Linked DNA regions of Danio rerio: region 1 is linked to region 2. The links are chromatin contacts, called in public Hi-C maps. All regions are on one chromosome and are shown on one strand. Each heading gives the region's core, a stretch centred on a gene start, on an enhancer-like site or on the middle of the called end of the contact. The rest is flanking DNA. Distances are from core to core; before and after follow the strand shown.

Region 1 (4,868 bases), core at 1,092-3,591, 140 kb after region 2:
ACCCATATCGCATCCATTAAGGTCTGATTCATGCTCCACTCGCAAGGGGCCGACCACAGCTATCCATCTTGTCCCCTGCTCAAAGGGTGCTGTTTACCTTTTGCTGGCAGATCTAGGGCTACGCTTTAAAACTACCCCAACCTGTAAACGCATAAAATTTTAACTATGATGTCACTCAAACAAAAAAAAGCTTGTATATTTACCTGTCTACAGAGACCTCTGCCTTTTCCCCCTCTCCATCCTCATTTTCTTATCATTAAATGCAAGTAATATTTTTTTGCTCCCCTCCTCCACTTATGTGAGCTGATACTATCTGCTGTCTCTAAACTATCTTTGCCAATGGCGCTGGCATATGAACTCATCTGCAGGTTTTACAAGCTCACAACATGAGCTTGTTTCTATTGAATTATTATTAGCTTCGTAGCTCTATCTTGATTTGTGTGTGTGTGTGTGTGTGTTTTACCCCCTCAAATTCTCTTAGTTTCTATCATGCACATGGCCAAAGAAGTGTCAAACGGCAGGCAAAATTGTAAATCTTGTGTGCTTGGACAGCCAATTCACAACACTGCAGGGTATGAATGCTTCACACACACACAAGCTATTATCTGATATGATCATAAGACTTTGATTAACACCAGAACTGTCTTATTGCACAACATATTCATTTAATCATTAAGATGATTTCGCCGGTTCATATTTTCCTTCGATACTCATACCAATATGTCTATATTTGCATTTTCTACCTGGTAATATTTGTGTTGTGTAGAATTGCCTTGTGAGTTGCTGGTAGGGGTAGATCTGTTTCAAGTCCACACTCTAGCGATAAATAACCACTCGCTGCATTTCCCTGCAGTTGAGCACATGGAATTGCAATGAGCTCAAGACAGCCGGTGCATGCCTGCAGAGGCGCCCATCGTCACATCGATTTCCAGAAGTCCTTCTACCACAATTGGTAAACCGTAATATTGCATTAATGCTGTTTAATTCATACAAAATCCAAATCCCAATGTTATCAGTACTGTATTTAACTACTAAACAATTATTGCCTGACACAAATCAATTGATTTGCATTGATTTTACACAGACCTCATGTCACTTAAAACATGACCCTGACAGATATTTCCCAATGTGCATCACTTCCACCAGATCTTCCAGAAGGCTTAAGTGGGATGTCATAAAAATGTAAAACACAGCTATTATCATTGATTACCTTTACCCTTCAAGAGTCAGCAAATTGTTATACAGATGCACAGCAGCTCTCAGAAAGAAAGAAAAAAAAGTGTGATTTGAATGCATTCTCCTCACATCCACTCACGCGCGCACCCTCGCGGCGGAGGTAATACATAATACATGACGATCGGGAACTGCTCTTGATATCGTCGTGCTGAAAAACACGAAGTAATCTGACAGATGCGAATGCATTATTTAATAACAAGTCGCTTATTGTTAGCGAAGCTCTTACTTTCTCCATCCATATTACGTGCGCCTTTAACAAAACGCCATTCAGTCAGTTTCAGCCAGAAATAATGCACATGATTCATCTCGTGTCTCATTCTGTCACTCTGTTTTGCCTGGAGTATAACACTAAGAAGTACACTACATTAGCACACAACGTATTGCAGACTATTCTTCTCACTAATAATCACTTTCACGTCGCTAAAATAAAAGGAACGGAGTTCTAGCTTCATGCTTTCATATGAAAGCAGCAACACAGCACCTGCATCACTAAAATCCACTACGCGCAAAAATTTGGACAGCGTGTTTTGGATAGGCGCGCGCACGGTGAAGTTGTGAATGTTTCCATCAGGTACATCTGCGCACATAAGCAATGCTTATTTACGCAAACAACTAACAGTCCAAGTAGTTTCGTGCAAACTCTCTCACCTGCTGCCAGTTCTCCTCCAGCGACGGCATCGCTGAGAAGTAGCCCGTGTCGTGCACCAGCTGAAGTTCCTGAAAAATACTGTAATTCGCCAACACGTCCATGTTGATGCTCACAAGAAAAACAAAACTGATGCTTTGATCCTCAGGTATAAATTGTTTTCTTCTCAGCCCGCTGTCAGACGCAAAAAGGAATGCTTCAAATCCTCCGTGAAGTGTAGTTAAAGCTGGTTGTTTTAAGCGCTAATGGAAAAAAAAGGAAGGAAAAAAATAAAAAACAATTCTTGTCACTTAATTGCAGTCCCCGCGAACTCTCAGATCCTCAGCCTGGGAGTGGGATGCAAACTCGGTGACATGAAGTGTCCACCTATTTCCGCATTGCCTCTGTGTCTTTTGCGCTATAAATTCCAGGTAGCCTTTCTCCTGAATGCCGTGGATCACCAAGGCAAGTTGCTGGGCTCGCTGCCTCGCGAGCGAGAGGAAGCAAAGGGAGCCGAGGGGGCGTGGTTTGTTGTCAATCAATTCCGTGCGTGACCATATACGGTAAATAAGGTTGATGATCTCACTGGCGTCCAAGTAAGGCGGTGCTTAAATAGCTAAAGAGGTGGAGTGAAATCTGAATAATATAGCGCGATTGGCTCGTGACACTTGTCAATCGGGCCGTAGAAGGCAGTGAAAGGTGAGCTATTTTTAGAGAGCTATATAGCAGCGGCAGCGCACTGGCGTCGCTCATACGGCCGGAGAGAACGCAACAAACAGAAGCAGAAGTTGCAGATTGTAACGTGAGGCAAGTCTCTATGTAGTCATATCTGCTGGAAATGATACATTACGGGTATCTCACAGCGCAAAGCTGCCTATAAAGTTGGAAGTGTCGTTTGGAAAATAATTAATGTTATGATGCAATGTTCAAGCGTAGGCGAATGCTGAAAAAAAAGTCTGAAGATCTTCTCAGATGTTTCACAAGTAGTAGGATTAAGCGCTTCACAGACAAGATCGGGGCTACTTTAAACATTTTAATTCTGAAATAAGAGGCTTAGCACTTAGAAATGAGTTTTAGCTTCTCTAATGGCACAAATTACCGCAAAGAGCATTGCAACTGTTTCAGCAACGCAATTGATGGCATTGATTTGCAGTACTGATCTGGTTATTGTTCTGTAAAGGGTAATTGACTCATCAGGATGGTTTTTCACCCTGTGGGCAAGCCAGAAACACTCCTAATAGCAGTTAATTCCTGAAATCCATAAAAACGCAACCTAAAAAGTGTAATATTTCTAAATAATGATTGTTGCCTATAGCAGTCCTGTAACTGACTGCTCATACTGCAAACGTTTACTTAATTCGTGCTCATCTATCTATCTATCTATCTATCTATCTATCTATCTATCTATCTATCTATCTATCTATCTATCTATCTATCTATCTGTCTGTCTGTCTGTCTGTCTGTCTGTCTGTCTGTCTGTCTGTCTGTCTGTCTGTCTGTCTGTCTGTCTGTCGTAAACAGATTTATCTTTGTTCAACAAACCATTATTCAAGCAAAAGCTTTTATTCAAAGTTATTATGAATCTAGTTTCTTAATGTAGCCTAATTAATATGAACTTGCTTGTAGTGTTAAAATTCATCACAATGTATGACACAAGATGACACATTTTACATTCAGATTTTTAATCTTAATACATGTGGTGTGTGTGTGTGTGTGTGTGCTTAATGTTACCAGAAGTAATGTCTGGCCAATGAAAGTTTATATTTTACCCCTTATTCAAACATATTGATGTTATGTTATTGTAAATATTCTAAGCAAATATAAGTGTGTTTGTTTGGAGAGCGTTTTGTGATCAAGAAAAACCTACTTACTGAAAAATGTGCAGGAGAATGGCTGCCAATTAAATAAAAGGGAGAAAAAAGGAAAACAATAATTAATAACTAATAAACATAATTAATAATAACCGAATGTAGTCACTTTGCATACTTAAACTTGTAAGATTTTTGTTTACTCTGCATTAATTTACCTGTAAAATCTCTTTTTTTTGCCAACAAAAGTAATTCATTCATTTATTATTTTCATTTAGTCCCTTTCTTCATCAGGGGTCACCACATTAGAATGAACCGCCAACTTATCCAGCATACAGTTGAAGTCAGAATTATAAGCCCCCCTTTGAATTTTTTTTAATTTTTAAAATTTTTTTTTAAATATTTCTCAAATTATGTTTAACGAAGCAAGGATATTTTCACAGTATGTCTGATAATGTTTTTTCTTCTGGAAAAAAGTTTTATTTTGGCTAGAATAAAAGCAGTTATTAATTTTTTTAAACACCATTTTAAGGACAAAATTATTAGCCCCTTTAAGCAAATTTTTTTGAAAGTCTACAGAACAAACCATCATTATACAATAACTTGCCTAATTACCCTAACCTGCCTAGTTAACCTAATTAACCGAGTTAAGCCTTTAAATGTCCCTTTAAGCTGTATAGAAGTGTCCTGAAAAACATGTAGTAAAATATAAAAATATAATTTACTGTCATCATAGCAAAGATAAAATAAATCAGTTATCAGAAATCAGTTATTAAAACTATTGTTTAGAAATGTGTTGAAAAAAAATCTACTCTCTGTTAAACAGAAATTGGGGGGAAAATAAACAGGGGGTCTAATAATTAAGGGGGGCTAATAATTCTGACTTCAACTGTATGTTTTACACAGTGGATGCCCTTCCAGCCACAACTTAACACTGGGAAACACCCATACACGCTCTTTCACACACATACACTATGGACATTTTAGCTTATTCAATTTACCTATAGCGCATGTCTTTGCACCCGAAGGAAACCCACGCGAACACGGAGAGAACATGCAAACTCCACACAGAAATGCCAACTGACCCAGCCGGAGCTCGATCCAGCGACCTTCTTGCTGTGAGGTGATCATGCTACCCCCTGCGCTACTGTGAAGCTACCAACAAAAATAATTTGATAATAATTTTGTGTTTTTCACAT
Region 2 (5,373 bases), core at 2,032-4,531:
TTATTCACTGTCATCATGGCAAAGATAAAATAAATCAGTTATTAGAGATGAGTTATTAAACTATTATGCTTAGAAATGTGCTAAAAAATCCTCTCTCCGTTAAACATAAATTGGGGAACAAAAATAAACAGGGGGGCTGATAATTCAGGGGGCTAATAATTCTGACTTCAACTGTATGTAAACTGATTTTTTTTCAGATATATTTAATGCACATAGATTTTCAGAGAAATTAAGAGAAATTTAGTTATTAATAAATCATTATTAATTATTAAAATAATAATAAAAAGCACACCAAGAATGAAATCTTTGAATAATTGCCTACTGTATGTGCTAAACTGAGATTCATTCATTCCACAGGACTCAACAGTTCATGTACTCAACTGACACCATTCCTCCACTACCAAAGTCAAAAATAACCCCTGTGGGAGGGCAGTCATCCTCACTGAGGGCACAAACACAGCTGTAGTGTAGTGTAATTCCCAATGTGTATGTGTTACCCCACAGGCAGTGACCTCACAGACAGTTATTGTGTTAATTATAAAAAGCATACTTACAACTTTAATTTTAGTGCTGTCAGTACACAAAAAACACTGAAATGATGCTTTGTTGATTATTAAGGTGTTTGTAGGACATTCCAGTGGATAAACACTAGCAAGACCAGAGAGAAGGAATTTCATAAGTGAAAATGGAGAAACAGTACAGTACAGGAAAACTAAGTTTATCCAAACTTAACCTCTAAGCCCCAAAGGTTACAAAACGTGCCTCACTGAGATTCCCAAAGGAAGGGAGTGAGATAAGGAGAGAATGCAGCTGTCCCACAGATCTACATCACTGGGATGCCAGGAATACTAAACATTTCTGATTGTCACTGCCAGTTAAACTTAGTATTGCTTTTAGTCGCATCTCCAGCAGAATCGTAAATGAACCATGACCTGGAATGTCCCATGCAATCATAAAGGATTAACTGCAGCCAAAGCAGAAGAGTTTACACTTCTGTCATATGTGCTTTGAACCAAAGATGAAGACATGCTGCTGTAAATACAGCAATGGACATAAAGTTATGTGTGTGACTATATACGTTTCTGCTGAGTGTAAAATAGCTCAGGCTAAATAAACAGCAGTAAAGACTGCAAACAGCACCAGGAGGCTTTTCACACACACACACACACACACACACACACACACACACACACACACACACACACACACACACACACACACACACACACACACACACACACACACACACACACACACACACACACACACACACACAAATATTATCAGATATCCTTTTATAGATTTCATAAACCTATTTTCTGTTAATAATAACATTAAATGTAGATAATATTTAAGCATATTCACACTCGTTTAGCTAAATGTTTCCTTTGGTTTGGAAAAAAAGAGAAAATAAAATACAATCCATTGACAATTTCAGCAAACCCAAAGATTATTTGGGCTTAAATTTAACAAATTTAGCTTTTATGACATAGATTTTAAGTCAGAACCAACTAAACATCCAAAACAATGATTTGTGCTTGGTTGAAAGCACTAACATTTTGTTTTTTTAACTTGTAAAAATCTAATAAAATATGTAAATGAGTCAAAAAGTACTAGGAATTCCTCAGACACATAATAAACAACTTTACCAAAGAGATTTCTGGAGCCAGTCCTGAGCTGTAATAGGAAACGCAGCATTTAAAGAAACAGGTTTGCTCAATATTGAGAGTTCAGTCCTTTTCATATCTGTAGTGGCATTATGTCTATTTTTTGATTAGTTAAACTGTTTTTGCTCATATTTCTTTCAAAATGCACCAGAGCTAGTTTGAAAGCTGTTTGCTTGTCTAGTGTGCATCAAGGTTCAGATCAGAACTTTCACACATACTATACTGATCCACATCAACAGAGCAATCGCCTCAAAGTTCATTTTATCCAAACCAGTGTGAACACACCCTTAATCTGCAACTGTTCTATGGACTGAAAATGTCTTAGGCTGTCCATTTTCAGAGCAAACCAAAAGCACTTAGTGTTTAGCTCTTAGGAGAAACCTGACCCATGAGACGAGGAGGTCAAGGCATCAGATCACAGCAGCTCAGTTCTTAAAGACACTGTGGCACACAAAAATGCAAACAGAATAGAATATAGTGCTTCTGTGATGAGAGCTGGTGATATTGATCAATTCTCACTTAGTTCATGTCTTTAACATTTAGGCCGTGTTTACCAAATCTGCACATTTTGGATGTCATCTTTTTTGGACACATCAAGACCTTGAAATCTCTCCTAAGTAACGAATTATAAAAAGGTGTTAAGTTTTGCTGGTGGAGATACACCTTACCTCAAAGTTAAAGGGATAGTTCACCCAAAAATAAACATTTACTCACTCTTGCTCAATTGGTTCCAAACCTTATAGAGGTAAAGTTGGTTTTATATTTGGATATTCAGACATTTTCCTTAATAATTTAATTTCAGAAAGTATTATTTTCAAATTCTCAATAGGGAAATCCTATTAGCAGCCAATGACTATCAAAGTACAGCATTGTTCACAGTGAATTATATAGTGTTAAAGTTGCTTAGAAGTGATACTTGCATGCTAATTCCGATTTAATATTCAACATGTTAAACAATAGAGACTGCTAAATGGATGAATGTGCGAATATAAAACCAACTTTACCTCTATCCACACCTTTGTGAGTTTAATTATTCTGTCAAACACAAAAGATGACACTTTGAAGCTGAAAACCTGTGACTAAACAAGTATTATAAAAGTTAATAGTTAAAAGATTCCAGCTTTCTTCAAAATTTAATCTTTAGTGTTTAACAGATTTAAAAACTCAACCAGGTTTGGAAGAAGGGGAGAATGAGTAAACGAAGACAACATTTTCATTTGTGGGTGAACTACCCCTTTAATTTCCAACACCTGTTGGTAACAACCAATCAAATATGAAGACCTCGATGAGTTGGTCAAGTTGTGCTAGGCCAAAAGTTTGATCCTCTGGCAGTTCAACCATGTTTTAGAGCATAGAACTCACCATCCGGCACCTCCCGGTCACTGATGTGCTGCAGGTATGGACCAGTGTCATCGCTGATGTCTGTGTTGTTCTGGTAGTCCTCCAGACGCTCCACCTGCCGGGGTAGTTTGGGGCTCCCACTGGGGGACACGCAGCAGGACACTGTATTGCCCATGATGACTCACACCTACAATCACAAGCTCGACCTGCTCAGGTGTGTTAGTCTATGGCAAACACCTTTTGAAGCTCACACCTGGGCTGCTTCTGTCATCAGAAGTCACCCAATGGATCCAATGAATGAATGAACTCAAGCTAAAAGTGGGTGCATGAAGAGCTGAAATAGACACACACAGTCAGCATCTACTGCTGTACTGTCTCACTGCTCCAAACTCAAGAGGTATGTAGCTATCTGTGCCAGTCATATAACGGGACTCCATGCATTTACACGCAGTGCCTCAGAGGACTTAAAGCTTTAGCACTCAAGTAATCAATAAAGCCGGATCTATGACACGTGACTGACAGCATATCACTAGAAAGTATCAGTCGAAAATCTCCGAATACGGATTTATTCCTTTTGAATTAGCCGTACATGCTAACTGCTAACGGCTAATATTGATTCATTGTGAATAAGCGAGTTATTAGCCGCCGAGCTAACTGAGATAAACCATCCTTTTAACTGGTTTAAATGTCCGAATATGTCTTGAATTAAGCCAGTTTGGCGGTTCAAACCGGGAACAGATGAAATGGCCCCTAAAGAGCAGACTTCCGAGCATTTATCCTTCTGTATAGGGTAGATCTGTGTGTTGGCTGAAACTCTGGATCCAATAATCACTCAAATCCTCAGGCCGTCGAGCTGGTAGCAAAATAAAATAAGTCTTTTATCGCGGCATATGAGGAAAGTCTGGTCCATTTAAATCGGCTAATTTAAGCTCCGGATTTGTATGTCGTTATTGGATTCTGTTCACCGAGTCTCGTCGAAGAGTCCCCCGCTATCCCCTCCTCCTCGCCGGCCAGTGCAGCAGCGATCCTCTCCCCGCCACCACCGCCATCTGCTCAGAATGACGCAGGTGATGACCCGCCCCTTTTTGACATTCCATCATTTGCGATTGGACGAGTTGCCAAAACAAAATAAATGTTTGTTCAGGGACTGGTAATTAGAACTGTCAATCACGCCGTCATGCTAGAGATTTAAACCCCGCCCGTTTACACACCTCTTTGTGAACGGATTGAAATGGACTACTAGCGTACTGCATAGTGTATATTGTATGCGTACTATTTTTTTGATTGTGAAATATTAACTGTGTAGTTGCAACAATATTACCCATAAGTTTAGCATTCATTCAGCGAGTGGTTTAAGTGTTAAAACTTATCATTTGCAGGGACAAAAATCTAACTACTTTGAAATAAACTCTTAATAACAGATAGCTTATGTGCAGTGTTAGGGCAACGCATTACAAGTAACTTGAGTTGTGTAATAATTTTACTTTCCTTTCTAAGTAACGAGTAACGTACTTTAAAAGTAAAGTAATATTATTTTAGTTATTTTTTTAATGTAATGTGGGACTAAACTGTTACATATGTCCCAACTTTGTTTATTCGTCTGTGTAAACTTGAGGTGCATTGTGAGTTCATTCTTTAATTGTCACTAATCCAGCTTAATTAACTGCAGATTTCAATGTCGATTTTGATAGTCGTATTAATATTTGATTATATTAAATGATCAAATATTTGATATTAAAATTGACAAAATATTCTAATTTTACTAATTTGGCTGTTGTTAAATTGTTTCCTAGCTGCATGTAAACAATGTCCATCACCAGTAACTGACAGCAATTTAAGATCCAAGCAGGGGTTCCCAAAATGTTCAGCCCGCGGCCCCTAAAATAACAATGCCAGTGATTTGCGACCCCTAAATTCCACAGAGGTTGTTTTAAATATACAAACGCTGCTAACACAACAATAGGCCGGTATAAACATTAGCATATTTACAACACAAAGTGCAACAGTCTAACAAACATCATTTTTTTATATTAATTTATTAATTTGTTTAATATTAACCTCAACTAAAGAGACTGGTGTGCATAATGTTGTCAACACAAGTCTATTCTTGGCAGGGGCGGATTTAGTGATTTGGGGGCCCTAACCAAATTCAGACCGTGGGGCCCAAAAGATTTAAAATGCACCTTTTGTGATTTTTTTTTTTTTAAATTTATTTTTAAATGATTTATTTAGCTGTTTTTTTCACTCTATTACTCAATCCCTAATTTTCTACATTTTGACTTAATGCAAAATAATAATAGCAACAATAATAATGTAAAGCTTCTTGTAAAACTTTTTAAAGGATTTGTTTTCTTAAAATGAATTC

Evidence for each region. Hi-C and Micro-C count contacts between places; a contact is called where the count stands out from the background.
Region 1: a contact with region 2 is called in a Hi-C map of hematopoietic stem cells, with 4 times the contacts expected there. The contact joins the promoter of klf7b here to the promoter of ccnyl1 in region 2. A contact is called at or near these places in 2 of 18 Hi-C or Micro-C datasets (hematopoietic stem cells and an unstated tissue).

The regions. Positions count from the first base shown.
Region 1 is chr9:30,066,054-30,070,921 of GRCz12tu, forward strand. It overlaps klf7b (Kruppel like factor 7b), which reads right to left and starts at 2,342. Exons shown (of 4, transcript NM_001044766.2): 1 at 1,885-2,342. The coding sequence starts at 1,986. All of the region lies in intron 1 of LOC141376143 (a long non-coding RNA gene), which reads left to right.
Region 2 is chr9:29,922,401-29,927,773 of GRCz12tu, forward strand. It overlaps ccnyl1 (cyclin Y-like 1), which reads right to left and starts at 3,282. Exons shown (of 10, transcript NM_001076720.1): 1 at 3,030-3,282. The coding sequence starts at 3,183.